Linked DNA regions of Hordeum vulgare: region 2 is linked to region 1. Evidence: chromatin contacts called from public Hi-C data. All regions are on one chromosome and are shown on one strand. The core of a region is the stretch at or near the end of the contact, and the rest is flanking DNA. Distances in the headings are between cores, read along the strand shown.

What was found. Hi-C and Micro-C count contacts between places; a contact is called where the count stands out from the background.
Region 2: a contact with region 1 is called in a Hi-C map of seedling, with 2.9 times the contacts expected there. The contact joins the enhancer-like site here to the promoter of LOC123426236 in region 1. A contact is called at or near these places in 1 of 6 Hi-C or Micro-C datasets (seedling) and 1 of 1 datasets of contacts at active chromatin or transcription factors (embryo).

Annotation. Positions count from the first base shown.
Region 1 is chr2H:346,731,145-346,734,951 of MorexV3_pseudomolecules_assembly, reverse strand. LOC123426236 (glycosyltransferase BC10-like) reads right to left here and starts at 1,521. Exons shown (of 1, transcript XM_045110038.1): 1 at 101-1,521. The coding sequence starts at 1,247. The coding sequence ends at 138. It overlaps LOC123426235, which reads right to left. Exons shown (of 5, transcript XR_006622114.1): 5 at 3,022-3,807.
Region 2 is chr2H:347,055,529-347,059,421 of MorexV3_pseudomolecules_assembly, reverse strand. No RefSeq gene overlaps it. Among protein-coding and RNA genes, the nearest start is that of LOC123426236, 320 kb to the right of the region's middle. Within about 2 kb of position 1,806, at least 3 of the 3 cell types and tissues checked have open chromatin away from gene starts, as enhancers often do. A contact at or near this core is called in seedling, where this site is marked.

The sequences.
Region 1 (3,807 bases), core at 272-2,771:
GCAAATTTGTGATTAAAATGCATGCATGGCTCAGGAGCATAACCAAGAAGTAGTGTCTAGAACCTATGGAACTTTTCAGAAATCAGGCGTCAGAACGTACCTCCTATGTGCAGCTATGGTGCAGAGCACCGCATCGATCAATCTTTGAAGATGACAGTGTCGGCGATGGCCATGAGCGGGCCAAGGCAGTCGGGAGCGAACTTGCGCGCGAACATGTGCTCATAGGTGGAGGTGTTGGACAGGCGCAGCTCGGTTATGAGCCGCGGCGACACCTCTGGCGCGGAATACGTGTGCGGGTGGCCTTCGAAGCTGTCGGTCCAGTTGACGCGCGTGAGCGTGTACCGGGTGCAGCCGGCGGGGTCGGCCATGTCGAGTAGCGTCGGGAAATAGTGCTCCTCCGGGTAACAAGAGTCCTGCGACTCCGGCAGGCACGGCTCCCTGAACTTTCGCCAGAGACGGCGCTCGCGGACCACTAGCACGGCGTGGCGACGGGCCAGCGTGAAGAACTGGGACCCGATGCGGAACCGGTCGAAGGGCACCTCCGGGAGCATGGCGTCCTCACCGCGCGCCACGTAGCGCACGGGCATCTGGGGCTCGCCGGTGAGCACCTCGATATAGCTCGGGAGGCGGTGGTGGTGCGCGGCTCTGGGCGGGAAGAGCGCCTCGTAGAGCCGCGGGAAGGAGTGGAGCGGAACGCAGTGCTGCGAGAGCAGCGCGAAGTAGGCGTTGGCCGGGTCGTCGAGCAGCGCTGCGACAAGCAAGCGCCGCGCTGCCGCGATGAGGCTCGGGTCCCCACGCCGCGTCGGCTTGGCCGCGACGAAGCGGCCCCGGAAGGAAGGCGTAGGGGGAAGCCGCAGGCGCACCGCCGGGTCTGCGTGCACGTACACGTTGAAGCGGTCGCCGTGCCCCGCGAAGAAGCACTCCCAAAGCGGCGCGAAGGTGAGGTCGGAGTTGGTCAGAAACATGAACGCCACCTTGGACGCCATCGCCGCGCCCTCGCCGGCGTCGAGCGTCACGCGCCGGAAGAGCGCGAGGTCCTCCGGCCCCTCCTCAACTCCCGCCCCTCCTCCGCTGCTGGCCGCACCACCAGCAGCACTCCCAGCGGCGGGCGGCGCCTCCTCGTCCCCAACCAGCACGGGCAGCGGCAGCGGTAGCGGCGGTGACGACGCGCGAGGAGCCAGGAAGAGCAGCGCCGTGAGCGACGCGAAGAGCAGGAGGGACAGCACCATCGGCGACGACGCCGTCATGGCGATTAATTTCCGGCCGCTAATCCCGCACCAAATCGAGGGGAAATTAGAATCGACGGACCGAATCGGGGGTCAGAACCTCATCCCGGCGATCGGAATCGGGGGTTTCTATCTATCTATCTGGGGATGCTGTGCTAGGAAGGAAGGAAGGCAAGCGAGGGAGGGAAGTGGAATGGAATGGAATGGAGTGGCGCTAGTCCCGTCTCGCGTCCGCCTCTCCTCTCGCTTTCTCCTTCTCTTTGTTTCATTCACTCTGAGCTCGGCGGACACCAACGTGGCCGCAATATCTAGTTTTTTTCTTTTAGGGAAGGCAGGAATATCAAGTTCGCCACGGAATTTTCTTTGCTTCGGTCGGTGACATGCAGGCCCGTTGTTTGGTGGGGTCTCTGTGCCAGTGGGTGTGGAGGCAGGGCTTCAGTACTTTTTGGAGGAAAGGCAGAGTTTTAGTTTCACGAGGAAGGATGGGTGGCTGTCCAGCCGAGGTTAAGGGTAAGGATGAATATGGACCGTCCGATGCGATTTGCCAAGATAATAGTTCTAGTGTGGTTTCCTAATCGGGCGGTGTGGGAGTGGGGAATCGGATCCGAACCAGTTGCCTAGTTTGGGCCCCATCAGTTTCGCTCTTCCTCAAGCAAGTATTGATATACTCCTCTCTCCTAAAATTAATGATTTAATTTTGAGAAACGTTCTTCGTCTGCGCCCGGCCGAACGTTCGGCTCGACGCACGCGGGTCGTCGATCTCCTATTTTATTCTGCGATCTCTTTCTCATTCTGACGGTTCGTGCGTGGTGCAGCTCATAGTCGAAGAGGCTCACCATGTGCGCGCCCCTGCGTTGTTGTCGTTGTTGTACCGGTCCCTGCCCCCGTCGGCCCGCCCGGATCGCCAGTTCCCGCCACCGTCGACCGTCCGCATCGTCGGATCCAGCCTTCGCCCATCGTCCTTGTCGCCTGCCGCCGTGGTCGGGCGCGCGTATACAAATGTTACAAACGTCGCCCAAAATTGCTGCAACGGGTATTTGAAAAAGCTTCAAAACCCAAAATGAAAAAGCTTCAACTAGGCATATGATAGTGCAAGCGGTCATTTGCCATGACGGAATGCTGCAACCGTTGACATAAAATGCTACAACCGTTGATTAAAAAAGCTGTAACCATACATATAAAAAGCTGCAAGCGGTCATTGCCATGACGGAATGCTGCAGTCGTTGACATAAAATGCTACAATCGTTGATGAAAAAAGCTGCAACCAGACATATAAAAGCTGCAAGCGGTCATTGCTATGACGGAATGTTGCAACTATTGACATAAAATGCTACAACCGTTGATGAAAAAAGCTGCAACGAAGGACCGATAAGGCGCTCACGTTTGTTGGCTCTGCAAGGACGACGACCGACGGGGAGGACGTCCGGCGAGAGGGGGCGACGGGAGAAGGACCCTTCGACCGCCAGGGGGCAGGGGGAAAAGGGGAGGGGCGAGGGGAGCGCCGCTGCGCGCTAGACGAGGATGGTCGGCGAGGCGCTCGTGGCTCGAGGTTGAGGACGAAGACGAGATCTGACGGTTCAAGGGCCCCCCCGGTCCGACGGCTATTGTACGGCCGGCGCGAGCTCGCGCTGGCGCGCCGGCGCCCAACACTCCTCTTTAATTTTATACTAGTAGAACGTCCGTGCGTTGCCACGGGCTTCTTCCTTTCCTGATTTTACATATATAAAGATAATGCATATAGCTCAAGCAGGTGGAAGCTCGCCGTAGTACCCGTCAAAATAATAAATAATGTATATAAAGAGATCAATGCCAGAATTTGACATGTATATAAAAATTGAACTTCAGTCCATTTACAATGTAATCAACAATGTATATAAAGAGATCGATGATAATTATCAGTTACAAACTAAGACATACTTATGCGTTTGAGATATTGATGAACACAAACGTCAGGAATGTTGTCTTTCGCTTCATTCGCATGGTAATCATATTGCTTGCTGGGTCATATCCAACGGTACAAGGAATGTTCATATGGGAGAGCTTGATTTCTCACGTTCACATACTCGTACAGATTTTACAGCAATCTCCTGAAGCTTACCAAGATCAAGTAGCCTTTGTGCATGAAAGCAAATAAAAATATGGAATGAGAATACCTGCTTCATTCAAGTCAAATTAACTATGCATGAGTCTATTGTTTTGAAAACAAAAGATGCCTAGTCTCACAGTAAAACTTATAACAGAAAACCTTTATTAATATCGATACCATGAGATGTGTCAGCAAATCACATAATGTTGGAATTAGTTTGTTATGGACTTTCCATAACAATATTGTATCTTATTGACATTATCGATAGGTGTTGGATAAGGTAGACAACACCAGGTGCATGTGTCTCGCTACAAAATAATTCAAAACTATTTATCCGTATTCTTCACGCAATCCAACATATTTTCAGTAACATTGTGTTGTTCAACTTTTCAAATGCTAGAATTCGGACATTCTGAGATATTCAAGCAAAACATGGCAATCAACACAATGGTTCAGAGGCCCAACAATATCATTAGTGTTTTTTACAAATAATGA
Region 2 (3,893 bases), core at 557-3,056, 320 kb before region 1:
CCCAGCGCTACTGCTATGCATATTTCAAGCGCTACTACTAGGGTTTTCCCTAGTAGGTGACCTCGATCAGGGAAAACCTGTGATCTCCTTGGGTTCCTATTGGAAAATTTCAACCTTCAGATAGCCCAAGGTATCCTGGGAATCCCTCGCACAAGACGCTTGAGAAAGGTAAAAAAAGTCCAGCAAGGCCACCCGGCGTGTCGACGATCCTCATAGGAGTCGCGTACCTCGTTCTCAGGACACGACGTATTAGCACTATGTATGGTGGCCGGATAGACATCCCCCGAGTTGCCCCGGGTGGCCTCGCAACTGGCTCTGTTGGGACCAACACCAGCAGCACTAGCCCCCTTGTAATATGTTGAATTAATCCTCGGGTTCATGACGCTCTATGTTTTTTAGTATTAACAGAATTATTATGTTGGGAAAATATAGTACCAATGTTGGGCCTTGCCAGACGAGCTTTATCTCAAAACGAAAGTCAAGGGGGTCCCCATAACAACCCCAATCATGTTAGGAGTGCTCATTTATGGAACATAACACCGGTAGCAAAAACTAAGACGGCAAAGGTGGAACAAAACACCAGTCTAGAAGGCCAAGCCTTCCACCTTTTACCAAGTATAATATGGTGATATAACAAGGAACCCATGCTTTTACATGGAAGCAACTGCACCTGCAACTAGCAACAATATCAAAAGGCTAAGCAAGCAGTAATATAGCCAAATAGGTTTGTTGGGTAGTAGAAAGATTAGAGGTTTTCATGGCAATGTTGGGAGGCTCATATTTAACAGGTGGTAGGCAGCGAGACATAGCGATAGATACGAAACAACTAGCATGTCAATGGTAGTAATGGTATCCAGGGAAATGATCATTTTTCCTGTGATCCCGCATGGAAGAAGGACGAGTCCGTAAAGCATGTGAACCGACATAGTCGAACGGATCCTCACATTCCGAAGCGGATCAGAACTCTATCGAGACGAAGAAAACCGAAAACAAGAATCAACACATGATATTCACCACAACACATGCACGATATGATGCACACCCTAATATGATGCATGTCCATTTCAATTATGCAAGGCATGACATGGCAATTCACACAATCAAACACTACACATTAAGTGAAGATCGATAAGCAACGAGTTGCATATTGACGAAACTTCAAATTTGATTATTTAGTTCACTCTCTTTATTTACAGGCAGTATTAAATGTTGTTAAAAATAGCAAGGGGTGAAGTGAAATTAAACTACCTATGTAGGCATTTTCAATGAGGCCGGAAACATCATATAGCATTTCCGAAATGACCACCACGCATTAACTTTGTAATCTGTCTAAATCTGTCCTAAACATATTTTAAGTTTGTTAAACGGCAAAAGAAAGTGGTTCACGTGATTCTACTCATCGTTCTAGTCCATTTACATATATGGCTCATCTCCAACGGAGCTACGGAGAATTAACTATGAACTAAACCGTTTCTATCATGTCGACACACAAACCAATGCAAACATGATGGCTAACAGCTTTAAATATGCACGGGAGTTGTCAAATATTAATCTATGCAAAATTCTACACGTTTTAAACTACTTTTTGTGATCCGATGCACAATGTAAAAGTTACGCGGGCTTTTTTAAATCATGCAATTTTATGAAAATAATAAAATTCGCAAGACCTAAAAAAAACTATTCGGACCGGAATCTGCTATAGGCCTAAACAGAGGCATGCTCAAGATAACTATAACACGCACAGTCGCTGGAGCGGACCGGCTTCGGCTGGAGGAGGCCACGCGGCTGGGCTAGCTCGTGGGCTGGGTGAGGCCCACCACGCTGACGCCAGCGGCGGCCCACAGGGCACGAGGTGGGGAGCGGGCGACCTGCTCCTCCCGTCCCGATCGGGAGCATGCAGGACAACTGACGGTGGCGGCGGATGGTGCCGGCGGGGAGGCCGTAGGTGGCAGGGAAAGGCGACGGATCCGGGCAAGGGGGCTCCATTCCCAAAGGGGCCAGGGCCGACGGTGAGCTCGGCAGGCGGAGCTCCGGCTGGTCGGGGCGACGGGGCGAGCTCGGTAGGTGTCGGACGACAGGGCTGAGGGTGCCGGGGCTCCGGCCAGTGGAACACGACCAGATCTGGCTTGGGGTAGGCACTTGGGGCTGGCGACGGCGATGCGGCTTGGCGCTTGGCTCGGCCAGATTCGGCTCGGGGCTGGCCGGCGCCAATGAGGTTGCAGCAGGAAGGAGCACATGGGCCTGCTCGGGCACGCGGCGGGCGACCCCGAACATCTGCCGGCGGTGGACGGGCCGCGCGAGGGCCGGATCTGGGCCCTGTGGGTCAGTGCGCAGGGATGAGAAGGCTCTCGCCGTGGCCTGTCCTGGATGGCTGGGTGCGGCCGGACACTCTGGTGGCGCCAAGTGGCGGCCTTGCTGCGGACTGGCGCGGAATCGGAGGGAGGCAACGGCGGCTGGAGGTGGAAGGCTTGTGGCTGCACGGGTTTCGAGGAGGTATTAGGGTTTATGTCAAATTAGGCAGGTGGAGGTGCTATTTGTAGCAGTTTTAGCTAGGGTTAGTGGATTTGCTCTGCTTTTAGACCGTTGGATTGCGATCTGACGGCTCCGATCAGATGGGATTGTCGGTGGTTTAGTGGGCTTTGAAGAGGGGTTGTGGGCTGAGAAGAGAGGCAGGTTTGCGGCCTGGCAACGAGATTTTAAAACATCAAAAAACGCCCGACGATCACCCAATGACGGTACCGCTACGATCAACCGTTCGAGTATCAAACGGATTCCTATTGTGACGAAAATTGACAGGAAGCCTACCTACATTATATTTAGACCGCACGCCAAGTTTCAATCCAATCCGAGAATATTTTAAACACACTTTTAGAAACAAGATTTTAACGATGTCGCGGGCGTGTGCGTGTGTGGTCGGTCTCAAAACGGTCAACGACGAACACACAGAGAACCGACAACTAATAACGGATGCAGGTTTTGAAAACTGACGACAACGGAGTGCCAATGCAATGCATATGATGTGCATGATGCAATGATGAATGCGACAGACAATCTAATCGCACGATGACAACGAAGTAAAAGGGGAATCTTCTGGAGCGTCGGTCTTGGGTTGTTACACACAACTATCTAGGAAGTCCTTAGAAGCATCGATTAGCCCATTATAAAATATATCAAGAATTTCATTTTTAAAATATATCAAGAACTTCATTTTTCTTAAGAGGATGATCATACAAAGCTTTAAGTAACTAGAGAAGAGTCCCCCAATCTTGAGGGATATTCTCTTCTTCAATTTCCACAAAGTTAAATCTTTCCTATAAGGCAGCTTGTTTCTTATGAGAAGGAACATAATTTTCACAAAAGTAATAAAGCAAATCCTGGGGACTACGCATACAACCAGGAGCTAGAGAAAAGAACCATTCCTTGGCCTCACCTTTCAACGAGAAAGGAAAAAATCTGAAGGATATAATAGTAATGTATCTTTTCATCATTAGTAAACAAAGCAGGAATATCATTCAGCTTCATGAGATGTTTGACAACAGTATCATTTTCATAACCATGGAAAGGATCAGACTGAACTATAAGAATCAATTCAGGGTCTATAGATAATTCATAGTCCTTATCACTAACAAATGTAGGAGAAGTGGAAAGTTTAGGATCATGTTTCATTTTCTCCATCATGGATTTTTCTTTTAGTTTGCATAGTAGTTTGTTAAAATCATTCCTATCCTCACAAGCAAGAAAGTCCCTAGCTACTTCGCCATCCACAACATAACCTTAAGCTATATAAGGGAATTCATATCCATTAGTCAAAATCTTCATTAGTTTCAGTATCTTCAAGTTCTCTAGTTTTAGCAAGATGAGCATCAAGTAATTCATTCAGCGGCATGGTTTTA